Regions from separate parts of the Triticum aestivum genome. Here region 2 is linked to region 1. The links are chromatin contacts, called in public Hi-C maps. All regions are on one chromosome and are shown on one strand. Each heading gives the region's core, a stretch centred on a gene start, on an enhancer-like site or on the middle of the called end of the contact. The rest is flanking DNA. Distances are from core to core; before and after follow the strand shown.

Evidence for each region. A called contact is a pair of places that touch in the nucleus more often than the background predicts.
Region 2: a Hi-C map of leaf shows a contact between it and region 1, with 5 times the contacts expected there. The contact joins the promoter of LOC123079539 here to the promoter of LOC123079537 in region 1. A contact is called at or near these places in 3 of 5 Hi-C or Micro-C datasets (leaf and an unstated tissue) and 1 of 1 datasets of contacts at active chromatin or transcription factors (leaf).

Annotation. Positions count from the first base shown.
Region 1 is chr3D:444,965,040-444,971,079 of IWGSC CS RefSeq v2.1, reverse strand. LOC123079537 (F-box protein SKIP24) reads left to right here and starts at 3,006. Exons shown (of 5, transcript XR_006438020.1): 1 at 3,006-3,537; 2 at 3,619-3,792. It overlaps LOC123079538 (cysteine synthase), which reads left to right. Exons shown (of 10, transcript XM_044502316.1): 6 at 875-926; 7 at 1,023-1,072; 8 at 1,175-1,234; 9 at 1,311-1,391; 10 at 1,501-1,992. The coding sequence ends at 1,590.
Region 2 is chr3D:445,372,398-445,378,437 of IWGSC CS RefSeq v2.1, reverse strand. It overlaps LOC123079539 (glycerophosphodiester phosphodiesterase GDPD1, chloroplastic), which reads right to left and starts at 3,136. Exons shown (of 8, transcript XM_044502317.1): 1 at 2,878-3,136; 2 at 2,582-2,778; 3 at 997-1,056; 4 at 558-638; 5 at 247-447; 6 at 64-159. The coding sequence starts at 2,968.

The sequences.
Region 1 (6,040 bases), core at 1,757-4,256:
GTCAACAACTTCACCCATTTTCTGTATATTTTTCCAATGTTGTTGCATTACATATTAATTCTTCTGCCGTCGTTGGTGGATGCTCTCGTTTACTCCATGCTTTAACTTTGTGAAGTGCTTAATGTGAGGAGATATGCAACTTGCATTTCCTGGAGGCCAAGGGCCAGTATAAATATACAGTACATGCAGAAATATGTACAAACTCCCTTATAACAATGGTTAATATGATATCCTATACATGGAACTAGTATATGTCTACACTTGAGATCTGAGTGTTGCTCCATTGGTTAGAGGCACCCGTGCTTGCCCATCCCACCCACGCGAGGCCTAGCCTCCGACGGTACGGATGCAAGCGGATGGCGTCCGCATGTCCACGACTGTCCGCAAACAGGAAAATTAAACTAGCACGATTAAAATAATGAGGATTAGTGCAATTTTTGTTACGTGGACGGCGCGGACGCTTCCGCCTGCATCCCTACTGCAGGGCACTCATGGTTCTAAAAAAAAATGCCATAGGTGCTAGTGTCTATTCTCTGTTGGTTGAATTCTTTTTGCCCTTTTATTGCTCTGCCAAAAAGTGAAATGCAGAATTTTGAAGTAAAACATAGGCCTTAGATGGAAATAGCTCACCGTTCTGCTACTTGGATGTACTGCTTTACCATTTCTGTAATTTAGCTTTTAGGAGAACTTGCATGCATTACTATTTAACTTAGATGAACGTACAAGGTTGATATCAATATATCCATGATTCATATGATCTAGCATATGGTCTAACATTCCATAACCTGAAACCTGGAACTGTTTGACAGTGTTCATATATTTTGTAGTCAAATTTAATCTGTTATAACATTTGTGTTTGTCCTGTCATTATCAGGTCATCGGGGTAGAACCTGCTGAAACTAGTGTGATTTCTGGCGACAAGCCAGGTAAATTTAATAGCACATAGCAACTGGATGTATTTGAGAGATGAGCTTATCGAATACAGCTTCCTTGGATTTGACATGTTATTGTGGCAATAACAGGTTATATTCCAAGCATACTAGATGTTCAGCTCCTTGATGAGGTTGTGAAGGTCTGGAATGCAACCCTAGTATTCTGTTTCTGTTTGCAGATTTAGTTCACTCTTCACAGTTCTTGTCAGCTGTTATGTTGATTATGATTGTTGAACTTGCAGGTTACCACTGCGGAGGCAGTTGATGTTGCGAGGCTACTTGCACTAAAAGAGGGCTTGCTGGTAAGGAAGTGCACAACCAAATAAATTATTACTGAGTTATCAGTTTGGCATTCACATGGGTTGTTTGTTTTCACAGGTTGGCATTTCGTCAGGTGCTGCAGCAATTGCTGCTATAAACGTGGCCAAAAGACCTGAAAATGCTGGAAAGCTGATTGCGGTGAGATATTTCCGTCGATTTGAACATGTTGCCAATCTGGCATGGCTACCGGTTTATAGATGTCCTCCTATAACCCACTCACCAGATGGTTAATGACATGAATTTGCAGGTTATCTTCCCCAGCTTTGGAGAAAGATACATCTCTAGCATTTTGTTCCGGCCGATATACAACTCCGTTCGAAGGATGAGGAAGAGATGACTAACTTCACCCACTCCAAGAAAGACGAATCCGACAGGCTTCCACAGCATGACAAACATAACACATCAAGCAGGGCTGAGGTGTGGAATGCTCCGGCAGCAGAAGGGCGCGGGTCGTAGAAAAACTTTGAAATAGGGGCGGAGTTGCTGCCGAGTGGGCTGCAGGACTGCATCAACTTGGTTCCATAAAAACCCGAGGGAAGGGAAAATCATGAGTTGTTGTATACTGTATTATCTGCCTCGAACGTTTGGAACTCGGTGAAACATGCAGAGCTAGATGCAGTAGTTCGCTTAGGATCTTTGTTTGAGTAGTCTAGGGCCTGGAACAAAACAGACTTGTCATCTGATATTTGCCTGATCTTACTAAATGGTCTCCTATCCTAGTTGGTGATTGGTTCGTTCAGATTGAGCTCGTGAGTTACGTTTTTGAGCTCAACAAATGGTTGGGAATATTGCATACTCTCTCCTTTGCGATTTGTAGTATGAATCGTAGTCCCTCCGTCCCGACTACTAAATTTGTACTGTCAAACTAACGATATTGAATACGAGTGATTTCTGTTACCTCCGCTGTTCTTTGTACAGTAATGTGTTCTTTGTACTATAGTGACAGTTAAGTTCTTTGTACTAGAATGATAGTTGATAGATTGAACATTTGTAGTAAATACGTGTAGTTGATAGATTGAACATTTGTAGTACATACGTGCACGCATACCCTTCGGCTGTGACTTAAGGCAATTAGGGTTGCTCGCATCCTGCCGGCGCCACCACAGGTCTATAATGACAGTTGATTAATAGATCGAACATTTGTAGTAAACACGTGCACGTATACCCTTCGGTTGCGACTTAAGGCAATTAGGGCTGCTCGCCTCCTGCCGGTGCCACTGTAGGTCTATCATGTCCAACTCTGTTTTAGGTGTCTTTTTCTGTTTCTTTAGGCTTTGTGTTCTGCTCATAAAGCCAAGACGGCAACAGTTCCCTGAGGATGGAATAATGTTCTCCCCGTCTAGCCCGGCCCCGACGGTGCATCTAGCCTCGTCGGAGGATGTGTGGAGGTGTGTCTCCCGTGGATCCAGTGGGATTCGGTTGGTGTTTGTCTTCAGTGGATCCGCTTAAATCTAGTCTTCATTCGTCTGCATCCGTGTGCCTGCAGATTGCTATTCTGGTACGCTGATCCTATGGGGTCCTAGCACGACAACTTCTCGACTGTTTACTAAACAAGGTTTGCCCGGCTCCCGGTGAGAAAGAGGTGATGACGGCGGCGTGCCTTCGGCTCGCTTTAGTGATTATAGTTATTGCTAGGTGGTCTACGGAACTGGATATATTTTTATTTCTGATGTTCTCCGTAGGACAGTTGATGGATAAATAGAAAGTTTCTGAAATAAAAGAGATGAACAATTTTCTATCTTTAAGAAAGAAACAAACAAACCCAGTAGTACTACAGATATAACAAAATAATCCAAATCCAAACGCTCATTTCGTGGGACCCATCGGCAGGGACCGATTTTGGCGGCGCGGGTTCCTGATTTCTCTAACTCGCCGAGGCGCCGACGAAGGCCCGCAGCAAAGCCAGCAACTACCGCAGCGAAGGCCCCGGCGACGGCGACGGCGACGGCGTAGCCTACCTACCTTCCTACGCCCGCACGGCCGCCTCTGTTGCTGCATCCGCCCCGCAACTCTCCAGCGGTAATTCGGTCGAGCCGAACATGTCGGCGTCCGATCTGCCCGACGAGCTGTGGGCGCGCGTCCTGGAGCTCGGCGCCGCCTCCGCCGCGCTGGGGTTCCGAGACCTCTGCTGCCTCGCCATCGCCTCGCGCCGCCTCCGCCGCCTCTCCCTCCACCCGCCCCTCTGGTCGGCGCTCCTCTCCCGCGACTTCCCCTCCCAATCCCAGCCCTCATCCTCCTCTTCGCAGCAACAGCAGCCCGATCCCAAATCCCTCTACAGGACCAAGTAGTTTTCCGTCCCTGCCTCTTCGTTCAGATTATTTATATATGGCCCCCGTCTGAGCGCGTGACTTGTGCTCCGCTGCAGGTTCGAGAGGCACAAGCTGCGGATGGCGGAGGCGAGGCGGCGGGCCGTGTACGAGGCGGAGGGGCGGGTGGTGGCGTGCCGGAGGCGTCTCACGGAGCTGGAGGAGTCGATGTGCGCCGAGGGGGATAGGATGAAGGCCACCGCGCAGGAGCTGGACAGCCTCGAGAGGGTCAGGTCGGTTCTGTTTCCCCACCTGTGTTTCTTCTTCTCTAGTGAAATTCGCTCTTGATGCTATAAATCATATGCGATGTAGTGACCGGAAACAGCAAATTACCTGACTAGCTAATGCAGAGGGTAGAAAGAAGCTAGGAATTATCTGAAGGGAATGACAATTATCCAATTATCCCCTAATATCTGAACTGACCGTAGCATGTATAGGCAACAGTAGGTATTGCTCAAGACAGATGCTGGCATGATCCATTGAGCTACCTGTTTACACTTTAACTGGACCGAGATTGTCCCGTCCTTCCAATTTAAGGCCTCTTATAGTCTTATATATGCCACTCGTTATCGAACAGCACCATGTACCCCTGTCTAGCAGCTGAGACTTGCTCTTTAGTCGGAGCAATTGCTTCCATGTTTATTTGAGCTGCTTATCTATGCAAGAGCTGGTCCGATGTCGTCTCTTGACTCAAACGCTCAACAATAAACAGCTGCTTCTGCTGCCTTTTGAGATGAAGAAGGAAAATTATCTCACATGAATGCTCTATGGCTGTTGTAACTTGGAACGCTCCATTAAATTTAGAAGCATCTTCATTTTCATTTCGTTGTATCAGGGTAAAAAGCCACTGTTTACAATTTGATTAACGGAATCATCCAAGCAGTGCACGAAACGGTTGTATCTCATTTGGCAACATTATGACATGTTGTGGTTGTGCATGGACATGAAAACAAAATTAAATGATACCAATTATAAACACTGTTCAAGAATTCATCCGATTAATCACTTAACGGGCCAGTTAATCGCTACTCGTAGGGTGACTGAATCGAATAGCACCTATTCATCCTGTTAACTTGTCAGGCCGATTAATTGGCCCGTTAGACCGATTAATCGGTTGTTAGGCCGGTTAATCGCTGCTGACCCATTAACTTGTTGGCAAACAAAGCCCAAAAAATTTCCCTGTAACCCCTTCCATCCCCCTCTCGCTCCTCAATAGCTAGGGTTCGACCAAACAGTAGCATATTTTGGTATATTGCATAGCTGAGAGGATGAGAGTATGGTATAATACATAAAAGACTAGATATATGTTGGCAATTTCTATTTAATTTACCGATTAATGGTCGACCGGTTAATCCAATTACTGATTAATCACTCTCCCAGGCTGACCGAGCAGCTACCAATTATCGATTTCCTGAACAATGATTATAAATAATGGGTAGTGTTGAGTTGTCACGTTCTGCACATGTGTTGTAATTGTTTCTGTTGTAACTTCACGTCCTAGTCTTTGAGCCTTATCCCGAGCGTGATTCATGCATGTAGGATCCATCTCTCTCTCCCTTGTATATGTACCATGACACTCAGTGAATACAAGATGTGCGCCAATCATTCTTCAACTTGGTAATGAGACCTATGTCGATCAGCCCCACTCACTTCTCCTCTGAGACCCTTCCTGTCACCAGCGAGCTCCCCGTCGGGTACCTTTCCGCTGGGGCTGGGGCTGCTGCGCGCCCTCGTGCTCCAGCTACCGATGATCTTCCCCGAACAGCTAGTCGTCCACTTTCTGCCCTCCCACTCAACCCCTCCAGGCCTCCTCTCGCATCGCTCCCTGCTACCGCTGGCCCTTCCTTCTCCATCCCGTCCATCCACAGGCTGAACATCACCGGTGTTCTTGACTTCAAGTTGGCTATCGACGGCACCAATTTCTCCCGATGGTGTTTCTTCATCAACATGCTACTCACCCGTTACCACGCACACAACCATGCGCAGGTAGGAGTTTGCTGACCGGCTCTCCGATCCGGTCTGGCGCGACGACGACAACATCATAGTGATGTGGTTTTTAGCCGCCATTTTCAGTGACCTCCCCGGCTGACCCGGTGACGCACACGATCTGGACTCTCTCCACAAGTATTTCTTTGACAACGACACTGGCCTCGCCATGTATCTTTAGCAGGAGTTCCAAGCGACCGTCCGCGGCGATCTGTCCATCAACGAGTACTGCCGATGCCTACAAACTATTGCTATGGCTCTTTCTGATGTCCAGTCGTCGGTCAGCGACCGCATGCTTACACTGCAAATGCTCGACAGGCTTGGAAAGAAATTCAAGATGCAACCCGCTATTCTCCAATCGAAGGTGCCCCTCCCTACCTTTGCTCAAGCCCGTTCACGCCTTGTCTTGCCGGAATTTGCATTGAAAAGCATGCCCGTGCGGAGGGCTCGCAGTTGCTTGCCGTCCACTCCAACGACGACTGCGACGATCGTGCC
Region 2 (6,040 bases), core at 1,887-4,386, 410 kb before region 1:
CATGGTGTGGAATGGATACAAGTTCCATGTGCTTGCTCTGTCCGGTAATAATATTGCACTTACAGGGTATGTGCTCTGCAGTTTTCGCATGAGCTGCGCAGCATCGGGCTGGAAGCTAGAGAAAATGATAGGCCTATCCTTGGCACACTCGAAGACCACCTGTTCACAAGTTGAAAATCTGATGTGTTAGAACAACAGGTATCAAGCTCTAACCAACCGAAAGTGACTCATGTAAATAGTACATGCCTTGAGGATGGCCTGGAGGATGTGAGTGAGCTCCTCATCTTGGTACACGAGATTGTCATCGAATTTCAGCTCGACATTGAAGCCCAATCTTGGATTGACCTTCTCGAATGCTTCTTGAAGGGTGCAAAGAGGATCATCTGACTGGACGTTCCAATTCAATACCCGACCGTCCTTCATTTTCCGCAGCAAAGGCTTCCCATTCTGAATTTAGCAATAAGCAATGAATAATCAGATGCATTATGTCAAACTTTATGTAACCACCACTACTAATGACCAAATGAGCACACTGGTGTTTTGCACTTCCTCCGTACCTTCCCTTGCTTGTTTTGTGGGCCATACTGGAGGAAATCTTCCAACTGAAGATCAGTGACACGCTTCTCTGAAATTTTGCCCTGAAAATCGATAGTCCTCATGAGATTTAGGTTGGTTGCTTACACAAGTGGTATGGAAACAGGAAAATATCAAAGTTGGCAGCATTTCAGGTAGTAGCCTGTTTGGCATGTGCTTTTTGTGGCGGTTTCTACATGGCTGTTTGGATAGCAGCATGGCTGCCGAAAATTCAGGTGTACACCAAACCTTTTGGCCAGCTATTCAGTTTTATTGCCAACATCTGGGCGAGCTCACGCGGCCAAACCGTTAGCCAAATAATTGGTGGGGCCCATCCAAACAGCCCCTACAATCACTCACCGGGGAAAAGGAAATGATGGAAAGTGATACGCATACAGAGCAAGAGGGCACATGTGAACTTACATGTTCTTCAGTAACGATGAAGTTGTCATGGAAGATGACTGGGCAGACGTCCTTGGTGACCTACAAAATTGATATTCATGGTTCGCTTCTCAACATCTTTGCACACTGAATTATTTAGGAGACAAAGAGAGAAGGGCCAGAAGTGAAAAAAATCAGTATCTTCTTTGAACACTTTGAACAAATTTAGCTTTGAAGCAAATTAGAAATGGAAACATTTGCTTGGCGTTTTGCGCAATAGCACCGTAAGAAGGGAAAAAACCGATGATGGACTAAAACGATAGATATATGGGACAGGCAAGATATATCACCTTGATAAGTAGTACAAGTTGGAGGTGGGGTTTGGCGTTATCAGAAGTACTGGATCGCACTAGTGCAACAGGACAAACGAACAACTAGCTAGTGTACTATCTTGCGTGAGTGCTGCTTCAGGTACGACAAAAGTTGTACGATCGCAACAGATAGACGACATCATTGATGCAGCCTCGTCACAGTCCACTGTGATATCGTACCCACATCGGATACATCAAGAATATAATGACATTTCGAACAAACCAATCTAGGACCAAACCTTTAATCTGTCAAATTATGTCTATAACTGCATCATATCCGGTTCAAATATTGCGGTTTGTGTCTGTCTAGAACACATCTATCTTTGCCCTAGTTATTACACATTAAGTGACTCGATCAAACATAAAAAAAGGAAATAAAAAGAATACCCTCACAAATTGCAATACTTAGAGCAATTCCAAGAGCTCCTGTAAAAATCTTCTTACGGGATGACTGTATAATTTAGGGAAAGTTTTCTAACACCTACTTTTTTAGTTCCGTAAAACTTTTGCCCATAAAATATATATTTCTGTATTTTTTTCATTAAAAGGCGTTGGTGCTCGCAAGTCAGTGACACTGTGTGTCCATGCCGACGACATGGCAGCGGCGGCGGCGGAGGCCTGAGGCATTCCGACAACGGCACGGTGGTGTTCCAACGTTCCGGTGGCGTGAAATTTCAGGCGGTTATCTGCCGCCGTAATTATACGAGAAGATCATCTTCCGGTAAACTTGGAGGATAGAGGAGGTGGTGTTTTCAGGCATACAAGAGCTATTGGGGTTGCTCGTAGGGGACATCTAGATGCTTTAGCAAAACTATTGTGGTTTTAAACTGTGTTAGTACAAGTTAGTACTATTATTTTGTGCTGGTGAGCTGGTCAGATCTGGAGAGCTCGATGAGCCGCCCCACTTTTCCACATGGGAGGCCACCGCGACGCATGTGGGGTCGCTTCGGTACGCGGCGACCTTTCCCCAGCGGCGACACGGCAAAACGTGCTCGAGCCGCTCCGGACGGCCACGTCCCCATCAACAAAGATCCCCTAGACCGGACACACTACACCGAGGAGAGCTACACCAGTTCCGGAAGTCTAGGACCCACGTAGACCCACCCCATGCACCTGCACCAGTTCCTTCCGTAAAGGCCTCTCCTTTCCTCGGAACCCGCGTAACAGCAGCCTAACAAATTAATTAATTAACGTAGCACGCAGGGGAGGTGGGAGGGATTCGATTGGAGCGGACGGAATCGAGATCTTCTTCATACCTGGACGTCGAACTCGACGTAGTCGACGGCGAAGCGCGCCGCCTCGTTGAACGACCGGATCGAGTTCTCCTTCACCTCCTGCAGCCGCCGGTCCGGCGACGCCAGCGCGTTCATCCCCTTGCCGCGGTGCCCGATCACCGCGAACCGCCGGCCCGCGCCGCGCTGCTGCCTCTTCATCGCCGCCGCCGACTCCGCGTCTGCGGTCGCGCGCGCCCGGGCAACACACGTTATCGCCGGCCGATCGACCAACCGAAAAGTAGAAACAACGCGGGGACGGCGAATGAGACGGCACGTACCGAGGACCCGCGCGGCGGCGGCGAGGTGGTCCGGCACGACGACGTCGAGGCTGGGGACGTCGGCGACGCGCGCGGCCTTGAGCAGAGCCATTGATCGGTCGACCCGATGTGTTGTTATACGTGCACACGTGCGGCGTGCCGAATTGGTGGGGATCTCGGACAGCGAGCGCCGGGGTGGATTCGGCGAGGAGAGGAGAGGAGAGGGAGGGGTTCAATGGATGATGGCTGGCTGGCTGGCGAGTTGCAACGGACGGGGAAAGGAGTTTATATGGACGGATGGACGCCGGAGTTGAATGTGATGCCGGAGCGGGAATATTCCAGGGTGCCGCTCGGGCTCTCGGGTTTATCCTCCGGGATATTCGCTTTGCCGCATCGCCTTCCCGGACAGGTCTCCTGTCCTATTTTTACGTCACCCTGTCTCGATTTTCCTTCTATATCTCTCTCTTAAAAAAACATCTGTAACTTTATTTATTTATCTTTATAGATTTTTTAGAGAAAGGAAACAGTCCATAATTAGAACTGGTACCGGATTGTTTAAGAAAGAAGAGGCTTCAGATCAGGGGGAACATCGGCAATCAACACAAAATCCCGGTTCCGAACTTGCATGCACAGCTAGCTCATGGGCCAGCGCAATCCTGCCTCTCTTCTAAAATCGCCTCAATGGGGAGACCTCCTGAAATTTGCCCAGCAAGTCTTCCACGTCAGCCATGACTCGTATAGGCCTCAATTATCCTGCCTCTTGGGATCCAGCGAGAAGATAACCTTGCACAGTCAGACTCCACGCAGATGGGACCTCGACAGAATCGCAACAACTCTGTTAACCCGGTCTGCACTGCCAAAGCCTTGTTGGGTGGATTAGCAATTTTTTTATTGATTGATTAATTTCATTCATAAATAAATTATAAATATACGACAATATTAAACTCATAGCGATATCTTGTCACGTAAGCACTGTCAGACCCAGAGGACTATCGCAAGCAGGCGTCGTCTGAAAACTCTTCCAGAGATCATACTAGGGCCAACAGCAAGCAGGAGACAAGGAATTCTAGCAACAAGAAAGATAAGAGGGAGGAGGTGAATTCCCCAGTGAAGAACAGGCAGCAGCAGAAACGAAAGGATGCACCTAATCAAGTCTACAAGCCGGTGGCCAAAACCACACTGCTGCTCACCGATGGAGGTGCAGATCCAGGTGTTGATGGTAATACTATGGCTGGAACTGATGCAACATCAACAAGCCGTGAAGAGGGAGAGGACTTTGTTAGGGAGATAAAGAAGAAGAAACCTACACCTGAAAACTCGGCAGAGACCGCGCCGCGGTCCTGCCAGCCCCAATGAGTTGCATCGGCTGGAACTGCCGGGGGCTTGGGAACCCCGAGGCAGTTCGAGAACTTCGCAGCATTGTGAAGTTGGAAGGGCCCGCTCTTCTTTTTGTCATGGAAACGAAAAATAGAGCTAAAAGAGTAGAAGATTTGCATAACAGTTTGGGTTTTGCTGGTTGTTTTGCTGTAGACAGTGCAGGTCTTAGCGGCGTCATTGGTCTGTTTTGGTCCCGTGATGTGTCAGTTGAACTAAAGAACTACAGTCAACGGCACATTGATGTGATGGTTACTAACAAACTACTGAACTCTCCACCTTGGAGGTTCACGGGGTTTTATGGTGCACCGCGAGCGGAAGAGAGGCATCATAGTTGGAGGTTCTTACGCTCGCTGCATTCTATTCCTCATGATGCATGGCTATGCATGGGGGATTTTAACGAGACCTTATACTCCACCGAACATTTTAGCCGGACTGCTCGTCCGGGGCGACAAATGCGAGCTTTTAGAGAGGTGATTGATGATGTCTCCCTCCAGGGTCTAGGTTGGTCAGGTACAACTTACACATGGGATAACCGACAGTCTGGAGTGGACAATGTAAAAGCAAGGCTGGATCGAGCTCTTGCTAACGAAAGTTTTCGGCAACATTTTCAGTATATCAGGGTTCGGCATCTGTCCTCGGTGGAGTCCGATCACTGTTTTGTGGTTGCGGAAATAAAAGAAAAGTTCGAGACGCGATCTAGGGCCAAGAAACAGTTCAGGTATGAAAATATCTGGCAAACTCATTCGGACTACGATCGGCTCGTTTGCGATACTTGGCGAGGAATCCAACGTGGCCCAGGGCTACAAGGCATTGTCTCTGCACTAGGTGATTTGCAAGCAACTCTGGAACCTTGGGGATCCAGAGAGTTTGGGTGTCTGACAAGACGGGTCAGACAACTCCAAAAGAAACTTGATCGGCTTCGTTCCTTGTCCATTGATCGTGGCCCATCAGAGGAGGAACAAAGCACAGTTAAAAAGTTAAAGGAGGCTCTGCACTTGGAAGAAGTGTGGTACCGCCAGCGGTCACGTGTGCCTTGGCTAAGGGAGGGAGACTGAAATACAAGCTATTTTCAGGCCCAAGCCAGGCAGCGTAAGAGGATGAATAGAATCCAAGGACTCAGACGTTCTGATGGAACAGTATGTATGGATGAGAACAAGGACAAGGAGGAAGTGCAACAGTTCTACAAAAACTTGTACCAGTCCGAAGGGTTCCATGATCCATGCGAGTTACTAGCTCATGTTCCAACAAAAATCTCAGAAGCTATGAACACCGAGCTCACTAAACCCTACACTGCGGAGGAGGTCAAAACTGCGCTGTTCCAGATGGCTCCTTCGAAAGCTCCTGGTGTAGATGGGTTCACGGCGGGGTTTTATCAGCGGCATTGGGACCTTCTCGGTGGAGATATCACTAATGCAGTTCTGGAGTTTTTAAATGGTGGGGAGTTAGCGCCGGGTCTGAACGACACTTCCATTACTATAATCCCAAAGGTAAAACATCCCCAGTCCATTTCTCAGTACCGTCCAATTGCATTATGTCCTGTTTTGTACAAGATTGCGAGCAAAGCAATTACAAACCGTCTGAGATGCTTAATGGATGAGGTTATCAGTGAGGAACAAAGCGCTTTTGTACTGGGGTGCCTCATTACTGATAATGTGCTTGTGGCATACGAGAGCGTGCACACAATGCGGAGGAGGAAAAAAGGGAACAATTTTTCTTGCGCGGTAAAGCTAGATATGATGAAAGCTTATGACCGGTTCGAGTGGCACTATCTCGAAGCAATTCTGTCCAAGCTAGGGTTCAGCATTGT